Linked DNA regions of Mus musculus: regions 1 and 2 are each linked to region 3. A link is a contact called in public HiChIP or PLAC-seq and capture Hi-C data. All regions are on one chromosome and are shown on one strand. Each heading gives the region's core, a stretch centred on a gene start, on an enhancer-like site or on the middle of the called end of the contact. The rest is flanking DNA. Distances are from core to core; before and after follow the strand shown. Region 1 has its middle 52 kb from the start of Gm40744. Region 2 has its middle 37 kb from the start of 5730420D15Rik. Region 3 overlaps Cradd (CASP2 and RIPK1 domain containing adaptor with death domain).

Region 1 (3,388 bases), core at 726-3,225, 250 kb before region 3:
ACCTGCCCAGCTAAGGCTTGCAGCCCATTAATAAAATTAACAGGTCTCTGTGCCATTTATTTGGGAGCTAAAATGGGTTAAAGTGGGCATAGAAATGCCATGTTGTTACCTGGGAGCAAAAGGGGTGTCGAACACCCCCTAAGAATTACATTTACAGTGATCAGCATAACTAAGCTGCCCCTGGCTGAGGTGTGATCCTCTCTGTCACAGTCCCATTATAGACTCATTGTTTCTGGTCCTTTCTCCCTTACAAGGTGGTAGATAAGATAACAGGATGATATGAAACCTCCTCTGGCTGGCACTATGCTTCAGCCTGTTCCTTCATCTTGTGAGAGGCTCCAAGGGATCCAATTCCTTGGGGACCATTGTTTCCATAGTGTGATAACCAAAGAAAGGTGAGGCTGTCTTCTTTTTAGAAGATCTTTGTTTGTGCCAGGCTGGCTAAAGGCAATTCCACAAAAGCCCAGCTTTCTTTTAGAAGAATTTGCCTCTTAGAGGTCCCACCATCTCCTAGTGATAGCACTGCCTGGGGACTAAGCCTTTAGCATGCCAGTCTTTGGGAGACATGTATCCAAACATAGTAGAACACATCTTTAGGAGGCCTATGGTGTTCAGCTTTGAGAACCAACCTCTGTGTTAGACAGATCTGGCTGTCAAAGCCTTTGAGCATGAAACAACATAAATCTGATACGGAAAGACGAACTATAAAGACACAGGCTAAGAAAAGGGAACCTGGGTTAGTTAGCATCTTTACTGATGCCATTTCCAAACTGTACAACTGTGGTGAAGTCAACTGAGCTCCCTGCTCTCATGTTCTTTTTAGATAATCAGACATTGCAAAGGTTGTACAATGACTAACAAAAAACCATGAATGAAAAACCTTAGCTAAGCCAGGTGTGGTAGCATACGCCTTTGGTCCCAGCATGAGGAATACAGAGACAGGCAAGTGGATCTCTGTGAGTTCAAGGCTAGCCTGGTCTGTGGATTGAGTTCCAGGACTGTTAAACAAATAAACTCCATTTGGAAGAGAGAAAAAAAGAAGAATATATAGAGAGAGAACAGAAAAAAAACAGAGAGAGGGAGAGAGAGACAGGGAGGGAGGGAGAGAGAGACAGGGAGGGAGGGAGGGAGGGAGGGAGGGAGGGAGAGAGAGAGAGAGAGAGAGAGAGAGAGAGAGAGAGAGAGAGAATGAATCCAAGCCCCCAGGCTACATGCTGACAGGTCCCAGACAGAGGGCACTGTAGCCTTCTTTGCAACCCACCCCACCCCTGGAGAATGGAGCTGGCTAAGTCTCTGCTAAGAATAGAATTCCCTTGGCTCTTGTTTTTCAGCTCAGAGAATATCAGATTTGCTTGCTTCTTGGCTGTGTCTGTCTTTTGCTTCCTTTAAGGTGTCTTTTTAGGTTTTTTAAAATTAAAAAAAAAAAAAAAGAAAGAAAAAAGAAAAAACAAACTTAACATTTCTACTACTCCCAATGTCTTCTCAGAGAGCGTAGCGTTTGATCGTGCCGAGTCCAGGAGGTAGATGCGGCGGATACTTCTGATCTTCTGGGCTGCTTTTGGAACGCCAGAGTGTTACTAGGCTTTCTCGGTTGATGCCAAGCAATCTAGCTGTAAGTTGAAGAAAAAAATAACGAAGAAGCCCTTGGAAGGAAACGGTGTTTAGTACGTGGTTGGAGGTGGGGAGTGAGAAGTTTCCTCTGGGCTGAGGCTGACAAGAGGAAACCAAAAAGAAAAAACATGGATGTAACAGAAGAAGAAAATGTTTTTAATGGAAAGGCTTCCCAGAGATGGAAAGAGACCGAAGGTCTTGGCCTCCGTCATTTCTATTGTCCATCTGAGGGTGTGCATGGTGCCCTGTGCCTCTCTCTTCCTCCGCCGATTCTTCTAATTCTTGAGGGCATTAGGAGATGGGGCTGATTCATCACTTGGACTGAAGCAGGAGGGCTTGGCCCAGGCAGCTCTGCCTCAGACTGAAGGCCAGATTAATACCGTTAGTGGAAAGTGTTCCAACTGAATGGGGGAGCAGGGCTCTGGCAAGGTCACTTTCCATCAGGGCCTGCCAAAGCTGATGTCACCAGGAACTTGCAACCTGCATCTGATTTCTCCCTTTCTTTTGTACTTTTTGTTTTGATTTGTTCTTTTGAGACAGGGTTTCTCTGTAGCCCTGGCCATCCTGGAACTCACTCTGTAGACCAGACTGGCCTTAAACTCAAAGATCTGCCTGCCTCTGCCTCCGAAGTGCGGGGCATTTTATACTTTTTTTTTTTTTAAAGGCACAGAATGATGTCCCCAAAGCTCACCTCTCATCGTTCATTCAAGAGGAAGCTTATTTTTAATTTTTCCACCAATTCTACTGTACTACCCAACTTAGTTTTTAAAGACTGCATGTCCCAACTTATGCTAACGAGACAGCAGGCACCCACTGTGGTTCTACGGTGGGTTAGGAAATGAGGTTGGATAAGCAAGGGCAGCCAGGTGTGGTGCCAGGCCTGCCATCAAACTGAACAAGAGGCGTGAGAGTCACGTGCATAGATCAGTGCAAGGAAGATGATTCTTCGGAGCTTTTGGAGAAGTGGGAGGCAAGTGAGGTCTTGAGTGGTCTGGGAAGACTGCCTGGAGGGGGTGATCTGTGAGGAAGATGGGTAAGCAGAGGGAGGCATAGGAAGGGCATTCCAGAATGGACACTAAAACAGTAAACAGAACAAGTAGTGATGTAAACGGGCTGTCTGTCAGGGTGTCCTGCCCCCGGGTGTAGAGGTAGCCTTGATATAAACACTGTAGTCCAAGCCTTTCTCAAAGTTTATCTCCTGGGTAAAAGGGTGATTGATGCTTTCCTGAGATCACCTCAGACACTTTGCCTGCAGCATCTCTGTTCCAGCTAAGTTCCATGGGCCAATCCCTAAGAGCCAATGGGACACCCACTGAAAGGGTGACACCCCACTATAAGGGTGACCTTAGAGGCCAACTGGACAACCACTGTAAGGGTGGCCCTAGGGGCCAATGGGACACCCACTGTAAGGGTGATCCTAGAGGCCAATGGGACACCTGCTGTAAGGGTGACCCTAGGGGCTAATGGGATATTTACTGTAAGGGTGATCCTAGAGGCCAATGGGACACCTGCTATAAGGGTGACCCTGGGGGCTAATGGGATACTTACTGTAAGGGTGACCCTAGTAGACAATGGGACACCTGCTGTAAGGGTGATCCCTAGGGGCCACTGGGACACATGTTGTAAGGGTGACTCTGGTAGAAAATGGGACACCCACTGTAAGGGTAACCCTAGGGGCCAATGGATACCCACTGTAAGAGTGACCATAATAGACAATGGGACACCGCTGTAAAGGTAACCCTAGGAGACAGCAGGATACCCACTGTAAGGGTGACTC
Region 2 (3,288 bases), core at 520-3,019, 190 kb after region 3:
GACGACTCAGAGACAGCCCTGTTCCCTTTGTTAGGATTTCCACAAGAACACCAGGCTATGCAACCATAACACACATGCAGAGGACCTCGGTCAGACTCATATAAGCTCTCCAATCTCTGTGAGCACACATGAATCCCAGTCAGGTGATTGAATCATTTTCTTGAAGTTTCCAAAAATGGTAACACTTTCTTCAACATTCACAGTATGGGAGGTGCTGCGGGAAATATTTTTTTTTAAAGGGCCCAGCACAGTCCCACAAGTTTGCTGGCAATTCTCGGCCCCATGGCAGTCCGTCCCATGGGCTCTGTCTCTACCTGCCAACTCTCTGGCGGGGGCCAGAGCTCCCGAGTTCCTTTTGCTGTCACACCAACCCCACACCACAACTGTCCACCCCATGGTCAGCCACCACAACACCCATTTACCAGGTAGAAGCAAAACTCGTGAAGCTTATAATTAACCAATCAGATTTATGTATCAATAAATTCTCAATTTACAAGATGCCAGTACAATAATTTCAGAGCCAAATGATAATGACGAAAGCTTTATCCCAATTATTCTCACCTTGTGATATCAGAACTACCTGTGGCGGTTAAAGCCACTCTGGTTCCTGTCCACTTCTATCTCAGGCTTCCCTTTCTCGCTGAGACATTCTCTGTCTTTGCAACTCTTAGCTCCGCCTCTCTTTTCCCTGTCCAATCACAGGCCTCCTGCTGCCCTAATATGATTGGACAAGGAAAATCCTGCGACAGGGAGGACCTACATAGTGTGGCACAGGTTTCCTTGCTTCAGAGGTAGGGATGACTCTAGGCTTCCATTACTGTGTTCTGATCTACCTGTTTAACACTCTATTTATAGCTAACCAGTTTCCACTTAACAGGTGTTGCCCTTGATTCAGAATATGGCTTTCAACCCACTGCCCTTTTACACACACACACACACACACACACACACACACACACACACACACACACACACCACACATACACCACATACCACACACACAACACATGTCAGTCTTCTATATCTAGTTTCGTTACATCTCTTCAGACACTGCAGTACAGATTGGCCAGGAGCTACTTTCTTAAAAATGAACTAAAATAAACAAGCAGATGCTTTTCAAGAATGCCCAAGATTGCGGTCTTAAAAATAGAAAACTGGGCTTAAGTAGCAGGTGTCCCAAATGAGTCTTTGAATTGAGGCTAATGAGGTAGAAATGTTTCTAACTTCGCGCTTAACAAAACAGAGAAAGAAGGAAATGCTTATAAAATTTTAGAGACCCTTAAGCCACCCTCTCAGAAAACATGCATGCTCTCTGTCTCTGTCTCTGTCTCTGTCTCTCTCCAAATGGTCAATAACTATTATTAACAAAAGGTTCTTTGTATAAAACCCTTTCTTGATACTAGAAATGTATCCGGCTACCACTAAGAATGTCCTTTGTAAGCTACACTCAAGGTCACGTTCAGGATTTCATGTTGTCTTTATCCTCTTCCCCTCTGTATAATTCCAGAAGTGTCATCTCTACCTAGGATACTTTTAAAAAATGCTAATCTTTATTTCTCTGGCTATTTTTTCATTATAAGTAATAATAATAAGATCCAGAGCCAAGAAGAGGTTTCCCAACCTCTGGCCATCAGATGCCAAGATTTCTAGACACTGGTGGCTTTCTTATGGTGGCAGAGCCAATGCCTCAGGAAAGACAGTACTGAGGGGTAGAGTGAGCAAGGCACAGGTCACAGGGCTGCTAGGGTGGGGGGTAAGAACCCGCCCCTTTTACAGCCTGCTTGCAGAAGTCTGCCCGGCCTCGCAGGAAGGAGAGACTTTGTGTTGGGATACTGGGCTACCTCTGGGCAGGCTGTAGAGGGGAAAGAAATGCTTCAACCAGCCTGGTCAGGATACAATCACTTTCTCAACATTGCCAGAAGATGTACTGTAGTCCTAGGAAAATGTATAATCACCAAATTATAATCATCTGGTGATTCTGGCTGGGGAAACGCCTCCGTTTTGAGATTTTCATGATTAAGAGAGAAAGCACATTGGGCAGGAGGTTTTTCTTTCTGTCCAGTAATGTTTCATGGTCTTCTTGCTGACACTGATGATTCCCAGATCAAAGTTCTGCGCTCCTATGATACTCCTTACCGTTCCCCTCTTCCTGCAAAGAGGCTTTCTCAAGGGGTCCACAGGCTGGAAGTTTTTAATCACCAAAGCCTAAGAGACGAATACCCTGGCCCTTGAACATGTTCGGAAAGAACCAGACCATAGAGAAGCCGAGGAGGGGTTGAGGGTGAGGCCATGTAATCTCTCCAGATCATTTAAAATAATTATTTCTGATTATAAAGTGATACTCGATGGGAATGGTGGCACACGCCTTTAATCCCAGCACTCGGGAGGCAGAGGCAGGTGAATTTCTGAGTTCGAGGCCAGCCTGGTCTACAGAGTGAGTTTCAGGACAGCCAGGGCTTCACAGTGAAGCCCTGTCTCGAAAAATCAAAAATAAATAAATAAATAAATAAAAATAAAGTGATACGCATTCATGTATTCACAGGGCAAATATTTATCTATAATCGCAGGCCCTTTTCTAGATATGTTTTTCACTGGAATCTTTTTTATATTATTACACTATCTTCACCAACATTGGATTTAACACAATATTTTATGGTAGACTGTCTCCCTTTTTTTTAAAGAATCAAGTTCATTTCCAATTTCTCCATCATGTAAATAATATAGCAATGACCTTCCTTGGATATACTGTAGTTGCCCCTTTATCTATGGTTTTAGTTTCTGTGCGTTTGTTCCATGGAATCAGTCATAGTCCGAAAACATTAAATGGAAAATTCTAGAAGTAACCAATTCATAAGTCTGAAATAACTTTTATTACAGGGTAGTACACTCACTCTATGTGTTACTAGTTCTTTTAGTTAATACCTTATTTTGCCCAACTTATAAATTAAGCTATCATAGGGATGGATAGTGAAGAACAAGTATAGTTGGTATCAAGCTTGGTACAGTCTGCAGCTTCAGATGGCACTGGGGGTCTTGGGACTGTGATAAGCAAGGGCTGTCTACTACAGACCCTTGTCTGTGTTTATTACTAACTATTTTACTTATTTATTTATTTTGGTTCTTCGAGATAGCCCTGTAGACCAGGCTGGCCTCGAATTCAGAAATCTGCCTGCCTCTGCCTCCTGAGTGCTGGGATTAAAGGCGTGCGCCCCCACGCCCGGTTTACTAACTCTTTAAAATAATCGTGTAAGAATAGAATTACTGCCTGTATTGGTTACCTTTCTGCTG
Region 3 (3,575 bases), core at 195-2,694:
AGAGATCTGGACCCACACGTTGGGAACTGCTGCTTATAAGCATGAAGCCCTGAAACAGATCTTCAGAACCACACAAAATGTCAGGACAGTGGCCTAGGCTTGGAATGCCGTTCCTGGGAGACAGAGACAAGGTATCCTGGCGCTTGCTAGCCTAATCCATGAGCACCAGGCCAATGAGAGACCCTGTATCAAAGAAGGTAGCAACTGTTCAGAAGTTGTCCTCTGGAGCACACATTAGTAATAGTAATAATAATAATAATAATAATAATAATAGGAGGAGGAGAGCTGGAGAGATGGCTCCATTGTTAAAAGCACTGGCTGTTTTTTCAGAGGAAACAGGTTCAATTCCCAGCATCCATATAGCAGTTAACAAGTATCTATAACTCCAATTCCAGGGGATCTGACACCTTCACACAGACATACATGCAGGTCAAATACCAAAGCACATAAAAAAAAATAATAAATATTAAGTGTCAAATCATTTAAAATGTTAAAATATTACAATATAACATTTCATTACATAACCTCAAAGCACTACCTAGAAACCAAAGATTGTTCCCAATAATTCATAGCACACACAGCCTGGACTGGAACCTAAATGTGAACACAATAGAAAGCTCATTTTTATCATGATTTTCAAATACATCCACACCAATTAAAAATATGCGGAAAAGAGTAATTTTAGCCTTTCATTGTTTAAAGAACAGTTTCTCAGAGAATTCCAGTTAGTGTTCGAAACAACAGTGCAATCATTAGAGTTTTCCAGCGATGGAATTGTGTGCAATCACAACCACAGCAATCAGAAACAGCCAGATTGCTAGAATGTCATAGGGGGGGGGGGGATGACAAGAGGACAACACTCTGGTCCACCTCTAGGATTCTGTAGAATAGTTCTGTAACTCAGTAACAGAATGCTGGGTTTATCGGAGTTCCGGTTCTGTTTCTACTATTAAAGGGCCACGTGAACTCACTCCATCTTAGTTCTCAACCCTATTTTCAGGGCAGCATGGATTATCCCCATTGCGTGAGTCTAAACAGGAATAGCATACAGTCTTTAAAATTTTTAAGGGCAGGCTTTTGTCTACAGGACGCCTTTGCAGAAGCGAGGTTTGAGTGAGGCTTCAGGTCCATGGCGGGAGAGGAGACGCTGGAGAGGCCAGGCCGGCTGTTGGTCATAGGGCTGATAGGGCCCAACACACACCAGTGCTAACACCTGGCTGCAAGCACGGAACCAAAACTCATCTCACACACTAAAACCCCCAGCAAGCTAGTACTGCTGTCTGGGCAAAGCTCTGCGGAGGCCGCTGGAAGAAAGGCGAGTTTCCCGGTATTCCCGAAGCAGTGCCAGTGTTTGTGCAAAGCTCACGTTTCACTCCGGCTTGGGATGGAATGGAGTTTGTTTCCTCAACAGAGTCGAGTTGCCCTGGTTTTGATGGGGTGAGGGCATGTCGATCGCTTCACGGGGTTGCCTTTCCTAATTGCACACAGGCAAACACTCACTCTTCGAAGGGTGCTGTCACCCTCGCGGTGGCAGTGGCGGTGGCGGTGGCGGCGGGGAAAGTCTGCACCCTGGAGCGGGGACGCTGCCTCCGGCTGCAGCCCCCTTAGTCTTAGCCTTATCGCGGCACACACCAGTTCCTAGAGAAGAGATTCCGAGAAAAAACCCCGGGTTCCCTAGAAACATTAAATTAACACAAGGGATCTGGAAACGAAACAGCAGATGCCTGAAAGCCTTCCCCCTTGCTGGTTTCCTGCCTTCTCGGAAAATCTTTGCGTTAAAATAGATTGGATTACCCGACTCGGCCAGATGCAGCTCTAGACCTGCTGAAAGTGCACAGGAAAGCAAGCCGTGTGCCATCTTTTAGAAAGATTTTTTTTTCTTTCCCAGGTGGTAGAAAACTGCCTTCGGGTTGTTGGTATTAGCAAGGACTGGAGGCTGAGTTGCTTGAGTCCCGATAGAAACTTTCCCCAACTCCGACTTGCAAATCTGATAACCCGAGAATGCAACAGAGTAGGGTAAGCGCAAGACTTGCCTTAGTTCCGAGCCTAGGAATAGGATGCCTCGTCCCCTTTTTACTAAGAAGAAAATGTCTGTTTTATTCTGGAATCTACCTTGACCAAAACTATGAAACCAGAATAAAGCTAACAGCATTTCCTGGGAGTCACAGAGGTTGAAGGCATTCTGTCAGGCTTCTCATCAGAATCTCAGAAAATAACTATCTCAGAAAGTAACAAACTAACCCCCCAGGAACCCTGTCTGCATCATCTCGTACTCTCTAAATTCAAGCTACAACTGATAACCACACATCTGAAAAGCAGTCAGCCGTGGGCGCCTAAGTATATTCCATTTCTGAGGCATCTTCCACACACAAATTATTTTTGGTAGCTGAGAATCAGATGCAAAGCTTCCTATGAGCCTTAAGAATTTTAAAGAAGAAATACAGTTTTGACTGTAGCTTCCTTCCTTGATACATTTCACTGGTTTCTTTTGGTAATCCTTACAGAGGGGCTCAAGATCCTTAGGCTCTGTTTTTAACACCGGCCCTTGTTTCTAGTGAATCAGATCATAACCTGTAGTTATAAAAGGATTCTGTGCTTAGCCTGGGCTTGGGTGCTCTGGGTGGAGGAACACATTTCAAAATCCTCTAAACAAAAAGACATGTCTTTGCCTACGCATAAGAACAACAGAACCTATTGTAAAACCCTCAGGCGGACAAAATTACCTCCCCAGAAGCCGCTCTGGGTACTCCTGCATAGAGTATGGAGGAAAAGACAAAGGACAGTTTCATATGGACTTCCCCTCTTCCAACTTTACCGCAGGCCTCAAGAAAGGCAAGGAGGACTCTAAACTGTTTATAAGAAAGCAAAGAAAAATGTTGTAAGGATTACTTGGCTAGCAGGCCACAGGCAAAGCTGGAAGCAGCAGACAGCAGCCGGCAGGCAGAGAGCCGCTTAAAACCGAAAGTCCAACTGCTTTGAGCAGGTAGACTCTCATACAACAAAATTATCAGAGGAACATCCCTCCGAGCAAAGATGCTGCTTGCTTTGTATCTCGCTGTTAGGAAAGGGAGCCCAGTCACACAAAACTGCTACAGTAATCATAAATAGCCCAGCAATGCTAGTCTGTGGCTGCTTTTTTGTATTCTTTAATGACAAGTGAATTTCCAAATGATTATGAGTGACCACATGTGACATTTTTCCAGTTGGGTCTTTCACCACAAAAGCATGCCTGTCACTAAGACACAGTCTTATATGCTAAGAACAAACTGTATATTGCTCTCATGTGTCACAGGAACAAAACTGATGGCAAAAGGTCACCCGGACTCTTTTAAAAATATTTCATAATTTGAAAGTAAACCACAATATGGAATCCTATGGGAAAGCAACACATCTAATAAGCTCCTTCAAAATTAAAAAAAGAAAAGAATATTAACATCAAAGAAAAGTGCCAGCAGCTTAAAAGCCACAATGTCTTTCCTGTGGCTGGATGGGGCCTCATTCCTGGGCGTTTATCACACTTAACTGAATTTTTTTTCAAGGAAGAAAACACTTAGATATTGAAAAGCAGTTATTTC

Evidence for each region. HiChIP or PLAC-seq counts read pairs in DNA pulled down with a chosen protein or histone mark. Capture Hi-C pulls out chosen DNA fragments and counts their contacts.
Region 1: a contact with region 3 is called in a capture Hi-C map of embryonic stem cells, with 2.6 times the contacts expected there. The contact joins two enhancer-like sites. A contact is called at or near these places in 1 of 484 Hi-C or Micro-C datasets (muscle stem cells), 9 of 115 datasets of contacts at active chromatin or transcription factors (acute myeloid leukemia, effector CD8 T cells, embryonic basal ganglia and 6 more) and 1 of 9 other capture datasets (embryonic stem cells).
Region 2: a contact with region 3 is called in an H3K27ac HiChIP or PLAC-seq map of embryonic stem cells, with 5 read pairs. The contact joins two enhancer-like sites. A contact is called at or near these places in 2 of 484 Hi-C or Micro-C datasets (embryonic fibroblasts and embryonic stem cells) and 8 of 115 datasets of contacts at active chromatin or transcription factors (the 230-238 cell line, bone marrow-derived macrophages, craniofacial prominence and 1 more).

The regions. Positions count from the first base shown.
Region 1 is chr10:95,012,131-95,015,518 of GRCm38.p6, forward strand. No RefSeq gene overlaps it. Among named protein-coding and RNA genes, the nearest start is that of Gm40744, 52 kb to the left of the region's middle. Within about 2 kb of position 1,976, at least 53 of the 459 cell types and tissues checked have an H3K27ac peak or open chromatin away from gene starts, as enhancers often do. A contact at or near this core is called in muscle stem cells, where this site is marked.
Region 2 is chr10:95,452,767-95,456,054 of GRCm38.p6, forward strand. No RefSeq gene overlaps it. Among named protein-coding and RNA genes, the nearest start is that of 5730420D15Rik, 37 kb to the left of the region's middle. Within about 2 kb of position 1,770, at least 11 of the 459 cell types and tissues checked have an H3K27ac peak or open chromatin away from gene starts, as enhancers often do. A contact at or near this core is called in embryonic stem cells, where this site is marked.
Region 3 is chr10:95,263,392-95,266,966 of GRCm38.p6, forward strand. All of the region lies in intron 2 of Cradd (CASP2 and RIPK1 domain containing adaptor with death domain), which reads right to left. Among named protein-coding and RNA genes, the nearest start is that of Cradd, 59 kb to the right of the region's middle. Within about 2 kb of position 1,445, at least 160 of the 459 cell types and tissues checked have an H3K27ac peak or open chromatin away from gene starts, as enhancers often do. A contact at or near this core is called in embryonic stem cells and muscle stem cells, where this site is marked.